Linked DNA regions of Anas platyrhynchos: region 2 is linked to region 1. Evidence: chromatin contacts called from public Hi-C data. All regions are on one chromosome and are shown on one strand. Each heading gives the region's core, a stretch centred on a gene start, on an enhancer-like site or on the middle of the called end of the contact. The rest is flanking DNA. Distances are from core to core; before and after follow the strand shown.

Region 1 (4,908 bases), core at 2,223-4,722:
TCAAGTTTACTTACATTGGTAAAATTGTCTTGCCAGAAAACTCCCAAACAGATTAGAATAGATAATGTTTCCTGAAAGGATATTGTCTGGGTGGGGGTAACCTAGCTGTGTGTGAAAATACTTGTTTCCTCCAGTCTGAAGATATATTAGGCCATTTTCAAACAGTTGCGTTCAAATTTTGTTTCTTCCTCTGCATTGAAGGAAAGACTGACAAATTCAGAGGTTCTCAGGGTTCAGTTGTGCTCTTAATGGTGACCTGGATTATTATTAACTTAAAAAGTTGAAGGTAATTTATATTAATTCTTAGGGGTTCCTCTGACAAAATGACATTGTTCCAGGTTCGTCTTACAGGTGCTTCGTCACTCCAGCAGTGCCGAAATGCAGTGTTTCCTTTTTGTCTGCAGGCAAAGCTGCGTGTTTGGAACAGATGAAGTCCTGTATGCGTATAATATGTGTATTATTGTGGTTATGACTGCAAAATATCTTCACAGTTAAAAGGCACACGGGAATTGATGCTGAGCCATGCTCTGAGGGCAGAGCCAATAGGGGGAGCACAAACATCATTTAACTTATTGGCTGCTTTCATGAAACGGTGCGGCAGCTTGGCAGGTTTTTGAGCTTGTAACGCTTTAGGTTGAAGTTTCACCTAAAAGCGTTTGTCTTGCTCCTGTTACTTTCATATCCAGATTTTGTATGTGGATCAGTCTGTGTCACGGGATCCAGACAGGATCCTCGCATCCTCAGCTGGGCTGTCAGCTCCTGGTCAGCCCTTAAAGCTGACCTTAAAGCTCCTTGAAGCTTTTCTCTGCTTCTCCCTCTCCCAGTTGCAAGGGGGGACCGCAGGGAGCAGGACGGTACTGATGGGCAGAGAGGAGCTCCGTGGCTCTGACACACACTTCTCTGGGATGGTTTGGGGTTGTGGTGATGGGCCTTGAAACGTGGCTGGTCAGATTCCCTCAGGGGAGAGGAGGGGGTTGTCAGTAGGACCCCATGAAACAGAAAAATAAAACGTGGGCAAGAGCTGGAGCCTTTGGGCTCCTCCAGGTGTCCTCTGCTGCTACCCGCCACCTTTCTGCCTGGACCTTACAGCCCTAACCAGGAGGGAGGACAGAAGAGGTGAGGAAAGGAGAATGTTGTTTTGACACAATATAACCTTTTTTTTTTTTTGAAGAAACCTCATCATAATTATAATAATTTTCCAAAGATATTTTGTAGTATTTAGTAATTTTCTTTTCAAAACTATGCAGTCTGTGCACACCTGGGAACCGTGATGGTATTATTTCTGAGAAAATAAATAAACTTACCATCCTAAGTGAAATACATACCTAGGAAAGAGAGAGAACAGGAGGCACAAGAGTTTGTTGTTTTTTTATTTTTATTTTTTCCCAGAGGAAGCTGGTGAATTAAAATAACACCACAAAATCCTCAATAAAATTCTTCTGTTTGTCTTTTCCTGTTAGTGGGTAATATTTGTGGTATTTCACTGTTCGTAGGTAAGCATGTATGCTGATGGAAATGTGTTTTTTAGAGAACTGAAAAAAAAGCCATTTATCGTAATCCTGCTTTAAAACTGTCATTGCCACGAACAGAAAACAAAATGAACTTTGCTTTAAATGATGAACGTAGAGCAGCTCTCTGTGTCTTCTAGGTAGGCTGGTGGAGGGAGTATAGAGAACAGCTGGCACTAAGAAAGTAAGGACAGCCTACAGCTAACTCCTGAGTTCATTTTGAGGACTGATCACGCAGGAGTAGCTACTGGGCTTAAAAAAAAAATCTGTTTGTAGGCAGTTTTCTTATGCTCATAACAGACAAGTGGAGACCTTCTACCCTGCTAAATTCTGAATTAGAGTTTATGTTAGAAAATAAGATTTCTTTTACGTTGAGCTTCAATTCAAAATGTATTACAGCCCTTAAAAGCTGTTCCAGGATTACTGACTGTCAGAATTAAAACTCTTCACTTCCTTTAGAGGCTGAATGTGACTGAACCCAGCATCTACCTGTTGGTTTCCTATCAGGCTTTGCTCCCCGAATTAGAAATCCTCTCATGTGCCGTTCCCCTTCCAGTTGTAAACCATATGTAAAGCATTTACTTTACTGAGATACTCCTTCACGGCAGGCTGTGATTTACAGCAGTAGAAAAGGTGGTGTAGATCTGCAAACCTCAGGGAAGGTGCATTGTTAATCTGTGGTGTGACGTGTGTGGGTTTCTGGAGGAAATCTTCAAGAAGGATCTGGTCTGTGCTTGTTGCCAAACATCACGGAGTTATGTAAGAAAGCTCTTTTCTCCAGGCAATGTGCACTGTTCAATGCAAACATTTCGAAGATGAGCATTCTCCCATTCTCCTACACACTTCCAAGGAACAGATTTTAATGGCATTTCAGAAAACAAACAAACAAACAAAAAAAACTTCCACGCAGAATTTCTATTTCACCATAAATGTCATTACTTTCAATGTACAGCTGATCTTTTAGTCTTTCAGCAGACACGACCATTCTAATACTTTATAAAAATTGTATTTAAAAGCCCAAGGTAAATAATGGTTAGGAATAGGTTAAAGAGAGAAAATGCTTATAATGCACGACGGGTTCCCATTTGTTGAGCTGGGAGGATGTACAAATCTGGCTGCATGAAGGCCATATGTGTGCATAGAAATGCATTTCTTAAAGCCCGTCTCCTGTGGGAGATGATACAGTAAGAAAGGCTTCAGAAGGTTTCAGAAGCTTTCTGTCTGTTTATTGACTCTGGTCGTGTTGTGGGCCTGATAGGATGAACCTGGTTTTGTTCCAGTTCATGGGGCATCTGGATGGTTTCCTCGTGGTGAGCTAACTTGTGTCAGAATGTAGCAGAGAGAATAGATGGAAATGGCTTAAGAGCATCTTTTTCCTTTAATGCATCTGGTTTCCTGTTTCTTCTTTAATGAGGAAAACACTGCCTTGTTTATACCACATATATATATATATATATATATATATATATATAAAACAGCTACTGCGAATTAAATGTTAATGCAGTGAGAAATTAAGAGATGCTGCAACAGTTGCAATGGTCATTTCGAAACAAGTAAACCACGTGCATACCTAAAGATTGGCAAACACTACCTAAAACTTTAATTGGAAGAAAAAGTTACAGCATGCTTCAAATAACATTGTTGCCACAGAAAATTGTATTCTTAAATCTGAACTTGAAAGTAGTTCTTATGATCCTGACAGGTCTGAAGACTGGAAAAAAATTAACATCATTTTTCCCATGTCATGTTTCCATGAAACCATACTTATAAGCAAGATAAAGCTTTATAATGTGAAAAATTATCACCTATAGTTAACAGGATTAATTCAATACTGTGAGCTTTTGTGTTGTTTCTTTTGCAGTGAAGTTGGCAGTAGTCTGACAACTGGGCTCCCACTCCTAGTGAACGTGTGGGCTCAGGCTAAGTGCTGGCAGATGATGGTAAACCACGCTTGGACCGTGCCTGATTGCAAAAAGAGGCTTGGCGTTGGTTAGCTGGTAACTCTGCCAGTTCTGTGCGTCATCTCAGGCAAATGTTTCCACAGTTGTTTAAGATTCTGTAATTTTCATCGTTGGCTGGGAGAAGTTTGGGGTAGCCACACGCTAATAGCAGAGATTCTTACAGGCTTTGTGTGTGATTTTTGAGTTGGAAATAAGTGGTAGGTGGAGTTGGTAGACTCATCTCTGTCCTTTTATTTGAAAGGAATTCATGATTTATTTTTTTCAATGCTAACCCATTTAATTCATTTGAGCTGTTCAGTTGTCACAGCGGTTTCCCTAAGATAAGGAGAATTTTGTATGTACAGAAGAACATCCATGAAATAAGCTGCGTGTGATCCCAAGGAGTGTACCAGTGAATTGCCTTTTTGCAGGGAAAACCATTTCTACTCTTCCTTAGATGAGAGTGGGCTTCATAACAATTCCTGTGGATTGGTTATGTTTCGTGCCATCTCTTATCAGTGTCAAGCACCAGTAGAAATCCTTCTAAACAATACGCAACAACAGAACTGTTAAAACGTATATTCCATGTATATAACTCTACAGCTGTTTTTTTAAAAGCAGAATATTTCAAGATAACCAAAATAAATGACAAAGTGGTTACAGTGATAGAGCTGTGCAAAGTTTTCTGCTCTAAATACAAACAGGAATTGATATTATTGTATCGACATAAAAAAGCTGTAGATGCGTAGCTTACAGAAGCTATTTTAGATGTTTATTGCACATACTTCAAAGCACACGAGAGAAAAAACTTCATTTTGCCTGTCCGTGCTGCCCCACGCCACAGTGCCCGTGCGCTGGAGGACGCAGAGCAGCGTGGAGGCCTGTTTGTGGTGGGACCTGCGTGAACTTTGCCTTTCCCTCAGCACATTGTCTTTTCCTTTGGAAAGTCTCTTCACAGATCCAACTCAGACGGGTCTGCTGCAGGTTGCAGTTGGTTTAGCTTCAGCAGCAGTTGTCTGGAAACCCCGAGCGTGGCCACGAGTAGATCAGCTCCGTCACACCGTGAGTGTTTGCGGGAGGTGCTGGGTCAGCAGCGTAGCTGCCAAACCAGGGGTGCTCTGCTGGCAGCAGGCAGCTGGAAACTGGCTGTTCCCCCATCCCATGGGTGTCCCATGTGTGTTTTGACTGCTAACACACGTGTATGGTGTTAAATGGACTGCACAATACACGTCTGGTGGTACACCTGGTTCCCAATGCGTGTTTGGGAAAGAGATGCTAACGGTAGGCTGCTTGGCCCCAGTGTAGTGTCTGTTATCTACTTCTGGCCACCTTCTCTCCCTGCATGTCTTAGGTGTGTAGAGCTACCTTCTGGGCAAACTATGCCAGTAGAAGCGAGCTCTCGTTGGTCACTGCCCTTCCCAGGGACTGTGGGCGAAGCAGAGCATCCCGCGAAGGTCCCG
Region 2 (5,074 bases), core at 1,807-4,306, 110 kb after region 1:
AGCCTACCAACTATCAGTCCCTATTCTGTATGCAAAGTGTCTCTAGCATCATAGTTGAATTGCTTAGCATTTCAGTGCTCAATGATCATGTAAAGTCAGCACATGTTCATTACTTCTCTCTTCTTTGGTAAGTTCTTGAATAAAAAAGTCATGTATTTATCCATGGTAAATGCAATACTTTGATCTTGACAAAAATACATGTATGGGGAGGGTGGGAAGATTTCATACTGAAAACATCTTCGTGGTTATATTAAAATTGGATGAGTCCAGTGTTACCAAGACAAGGAGAATAAAATGCAATGGTTAGTATAAATTATGTATTTGACAGTGAGGAATTAATGATGCATTATTAAGATCAGGGTAGCACTAGGCAATTGCCTGAGGGCATTGTACATATTCAGGAGTCACAGAAAAGTCAACTCTGGCTCAGTGTTATAAATGATAATCTAAAGTAGAACAAAATTTATAAGTCCAATAAAATCAACTTCACCTAGTCTCAATTTACAAATATTTGTCTTGCATATGTGATAGGCTATATGTATTTTTTAAAGAGGTTCTTTAACATTAGGCTATAAGTGGCCAAATTCTGACATTTTGAATACCAGATGAACTCCTTTAATAATTTTGAATAAAAAATGGAACTTCTAGGATAACAACAACAACAAAATGCTGCCAAACAATGTCAAATTTATTCTTTTAAAACAGAAGGTCTGCACAGAGCACTGACTTTCCATTCTGAACCTCATAATTTACTTGTAGCCAAATTTTGCTTCCTCCCTCTCATTGCTTTACAGCATCAGGAGCTCTTACTTGCCTAAGGGAAACTGTGGTGAGATCAGCAACACCTCCCTGTACCCAACAGAGAGACCTCACGGGGCCACGGACCAACCGTGGTGTTTTCCAAGGCTAATCAGTCAATTCCCAGCCCTATGGAAAGGCCTTCCTCCACACAGCTGACTTTTTTATTAATAAGTGCAGTGGTACTTATTATTAACTTACCTTGCACTTCAGGCTGGAGCAGGAGGATGACATTTCCAATGCTCTTACTCCAATGTCATCATTACCGCTGTGTTGTTAGCATGTGGTACCCACTTTGCAATTGCTGTGGCAACAGGTCAGTGGCTGCACAAACAGAAGTGTGCCCTTTTGCAGAGTTTCTGCATACATTTTGTCTTAAATTGAGGAGCAGTCTTAGAATAACTCTTATACCTGTAAAAAATATTGCTTCCTGAATCATATGCTATAGCATATTGCTGTTAAGCAGGCAGTATTTCCAGTGTTTTGGAGAGCTAGCTCTAAACAAACAAAGCCAAAAGAGGACTGGTAGTTTTAAGGTGAATGTGTGTCCTTCAGTGTGGAACATTTGTTGTTAAGTAAATAAACATCTATTTATACCTATTCATAATCAATTGAAAGAGTTATTTCAAGCAATTACTGTTGGTATGACTCAAGCACCCAGGCTAAATTCTAGCCAGACAATAAAAGGATTTTATTTTATTATTATTATTTTTTTTTTCTAAAGCTTGACAGGTTTTTGAGCAGATTTGGAGGAAAATACAAATCAACTGTTAACATGGTAAAGCCATGCACAGTAACTCCACTTCTGGAGCTTTTGATGACTTAGGAGACATTCACACTGCAAAAAGAGACATAAACCAGCATATTGCTGCAGCACTGCTGGCTTTGCAGTGTGTGGGACTCCATCCAGTCATGGTGCAGAGGGAGGCTGGATACGAGACCACCACCTTCCATTCCCTTTTCTACTCTTTGGCAAAGAAGTATGTGAGAAATACTGACGCGAAGTTTCTGTGGAGACATCAGGCAAAGCTGGATGGACAGATGCACATGCTGACAAATACTTTTAGAGGTCAGTACATGTTCACAAAATCCTTTGCTCTCACATACTTACACTCTTTCTTTTCCTTCTTCCCAGACAGACTTCAAATGATCCAGTCTTGTTTTATTTCTTTCCCCAGTTCTGCTCCTCCTGGCACACCTCTTCCCCCTCTATTTTGTCTCCATCCTTTCTTTCCTTGTTCCATGACTCTCCAGGGAGCAGTACTGTGCAGGGCAGAGAGGCTGAGGTTGAAAGGCTGGGTGAGGTGGCTGCAGATGCTCAGTAACCACAGCTCTCCAGCATCACACACACGAGTATATTGCCCCATATTAATTCTAGCATGATTAACCATGTCAAGAGGACAGCAGTGGAGCACTTCTATGTCTAAATGAGGGTGACTAATGTCAGGATATTAGAGGTAGCCACAGCAGCATTGCAGAGACAGAGGAGACCATGTATGCTTCAGGACCAGCACCTGGGGGCCAGGTAGAATACCTGAGGATGTCTGATGGCACATGTTTAGCACCTGAATTACACCCTTGGAAGGAGTTGTACCTTAACTACTTCTCAAGGGAAAGAAGTCCTCAACATACCAAACAATTATGCCCTGCAGTCAAGATTTACACTTCAGAAAAAATCATTTGAGGCTAAGAAACCAGTAAGGAAGCAGACAAATAAAATAATAACCCTGCTTTCATAAAGCATTTATTTTTTTATTTGAAAACATTATACAGGCATTACATTGCCACAGCCAGTCCATATAGGAGCATGCAAATATCAAAATGAAGAAAGGTTTGTTCAGCTTTCTGATGCAGGATTTGGGGTTGGGATTCTGTTTGCTTGGTTTTGTTTTTGGTTCATGTTCCCATCTGCGGTGTCAAGATTAGTGTGCTTTATTATGGCATTTAACAGTAAAATCCTACCCATGGGGTAAAATTTATATTTGTAGCTAGCTTAGGAATACTAAATGGTTTAAAAAAAAAAAAAAAAGAAAAGAAAACAATACTACACGCTTGTCAAAATGTTAATAGCACAAGTTAGCAATCTCTACACTATACATTGAAACTTTTTCATATGACACAGTGGTGCAAAATTTTCAATTGCTTGGTCTTTTGTTGTGTTGTTTTGAAAGTTTATAGCTGGAACAAGGACAAGGTCTGTCTCCCAGTGAAGGTTTTCATCCAGTAGCAGAAAATTACATCAGTCTTGCTAAGGGCTGCTCAGTGCCAGCAGTATATCAGGGTTTCAGTCTGTTCAGGCAAGGATCTACACAGAACTAGTGATGTCCTAATGCAACACGGAGAGTAGCTGCCAGTTAGATAGCTGAACCTCTGCTGGTGTGTACTGAGGTCTTGAACTGCAGGAAACAAGCAGGTAGAAGTAATGCTTTCCTTCACTAGACCTCAGCTTTTCAGTCAACACAGTTACTTGTAAAGCTATACTACTGTCTTCCTTTGAGGTCCATCGCTCAGCACACTGGTGGTAATTGAAGTTCACACCTTTCTTAATGGGAGAGCAGAAAGTGAAGCAGCCCCACTCTGCATGTGAAACTCCCCCTGTGCAAGTAACATGGGGGATGGTGGCTGGGTGCAGAGTGCACACCCAAACATTCGTATCTTATTTCCGTACAACAGAGCCTTTTAAAATAGACTACAAAAACAGCTCTGGATGGCACGACGCAGACACCCCATGGTTTGCAAACTCCTGTATGTAAAAACTCCCAGTCCGGTGAACTGCCCAGGACATGCCTTCTGCCCAGCTCTTTCTGAGAAGACTCCAACAAACATCTACAAGTTAGTGTCAGAAAAATGAAGAGGGGTAGGCGGAAGGACTACAAACATTTGGCTTGAAAATAAATACTAATAATGAAATAAACCAAAAAGAAGGAACTGTAAACATGGAACAAACACACACACCATCCTCAAAGGTCTCAAGACCAACATGGGGACTAATGTTCAGAGAAAGGTATTTAATTGGTATAAAAGGTAGCAAAAACACTGAGATGACATGTGCCCGCCAGTGTGCCTCCAAGCACCTGAGAGAGCCGTGGTGATTGTGACCAAAGCCCCTGCTCCTGGAGAAGGTATGAAACCTGCCTCAGGTGGAAGCTCTCCCTGGGCTTGACCCAAGGACGTTTGCTGGCCCACTGTGCACAAGGGCCTCACCCAACCATATGCTTCCCACATGGGTTTCCACCCTGCAAACCTCTCCCTGAAGTATCAGGTGATCATTCTTGTGTGGGGGTGTTTTTTGTTTTGCTTTCTTTTCTGTGAATCATGTAGTATTTAGACTTTCCTTAACAACTCCAGAAAATGTACTGATATTTCTCTGTGGGAATCCTCAGAGCTTTAAAAGAAAAAAGAAAAATCTTGGGAAGATGAAGGAGGATTCAAAGGAGTTGGACTCGATGATCCTTGTGGGTCCCTTCCAACTTAGGATATTCTATAGTTCTATGATTCTATGGATGCTAAAAAAGATTAAAAAAAAAAAAAAAAGGCAATGAAAAAAAAAAAAAAACTACCTATAATTGTTATGATTTTAAAACCAGGAAATCTTAATTGAAGATTCTGGAATGTCTGGGGGCATGGTTCCACAAGACCCTTCCCTCAGCTGCAGTGGGAGCCTAGCAGGCAGCCTAAACACAATGGGACAGAAATCAACTCTTCTCCTCACCCACAGCAAGAGTAAGATAAAACATACATCTGCTGTTCAGTAGCATTTTGGCATTTGTCACTTCACGTATATTTGTACATGTAGTTTTCCCAGTCTGCTTCAGGGAAGTCCCTTCTATATTACAGCAGAACAGGACTATAAAAGATGGATGTTACCTCAGCAGAAATTCATCCTGCTTGGTTGAACTGTGGCCTTTCTAATCTCCAGAGTACAGATTTTTCTTTTTTAAAGGGAAATAGGAAAGTTGCATTTTTCAAACATGAAGACCTACATTTTCACTTTAGACAGACTTCTTCAGCAGAATGACATTCAAATCAAATTCATCTTATGTGCCCACAAGCAAAATATTCATCAGTCTTCTGTAAACCCCATTTTCAAATACAATGAATATATACATGCTTTTACAGCACTGTTGTGTACTTCTTAAACTCCTTTCTTCTAAAGATCCCAAAACGTTTTAAAGTAACTTGGTCCTATAGCACCCCTGTGAGGTAGGTCAAATATCTTTATTCCCTTATATACAGACTGGGAAATGCAGCCACACAGAAGGTAAGTCATGCCCAA

Evidence for each region. Hi-C and Micro-C count contacts between places; a contact is called where the count stands out from the background.
Region 2: a contact with region 1 is called in a Hi-C map of skeletal muscle, with 3 times the contacts expected there. The contact joins two enhancer-like sites. A contact is called at or near these places in 2 of 8 Hi-C or Micro-C datasets (skeletal muscle and subcutaneous adipose tissue).

Annotation. Positions count from the first base shown.
Region 1 is chr3:68,968,474-68,973,381 of IASCAAS_PekinDuck_T2T, forward strand. The region is part of intron 3 of CEP85L (centrosomal protein 85 like); the gene reads left to right. Among named protein-coding and RNA genes, the nearest start is that of PLN, 15 kb to the right of the region's middle. Within about 2 kb of position 3,473, at least 2 of the 8 cell types and tissues checked have an H3K27ac peak or open chromatin away from gene starts, as enhancers often do.
Region 2 is chr3:69,076,450-69,081,523 of IASCAAS_PekinDuck_T2T, forward strand. SLC35F1 (solute carrier family 35 member F1) reads right to left here. Exons shown (of 9, transcript XM_038177344.2): 9 at 2,526-5,074. Among named protein-coding and RNA genes, the nearest start is that of PLN, 93 kb to the left of the region's middle. Within about 2 kb of position 3,057, at least 1 of the 8 cell types and tissues checked has an H3K27ac peak or open chromatin away from gene starts, as enhancers often do.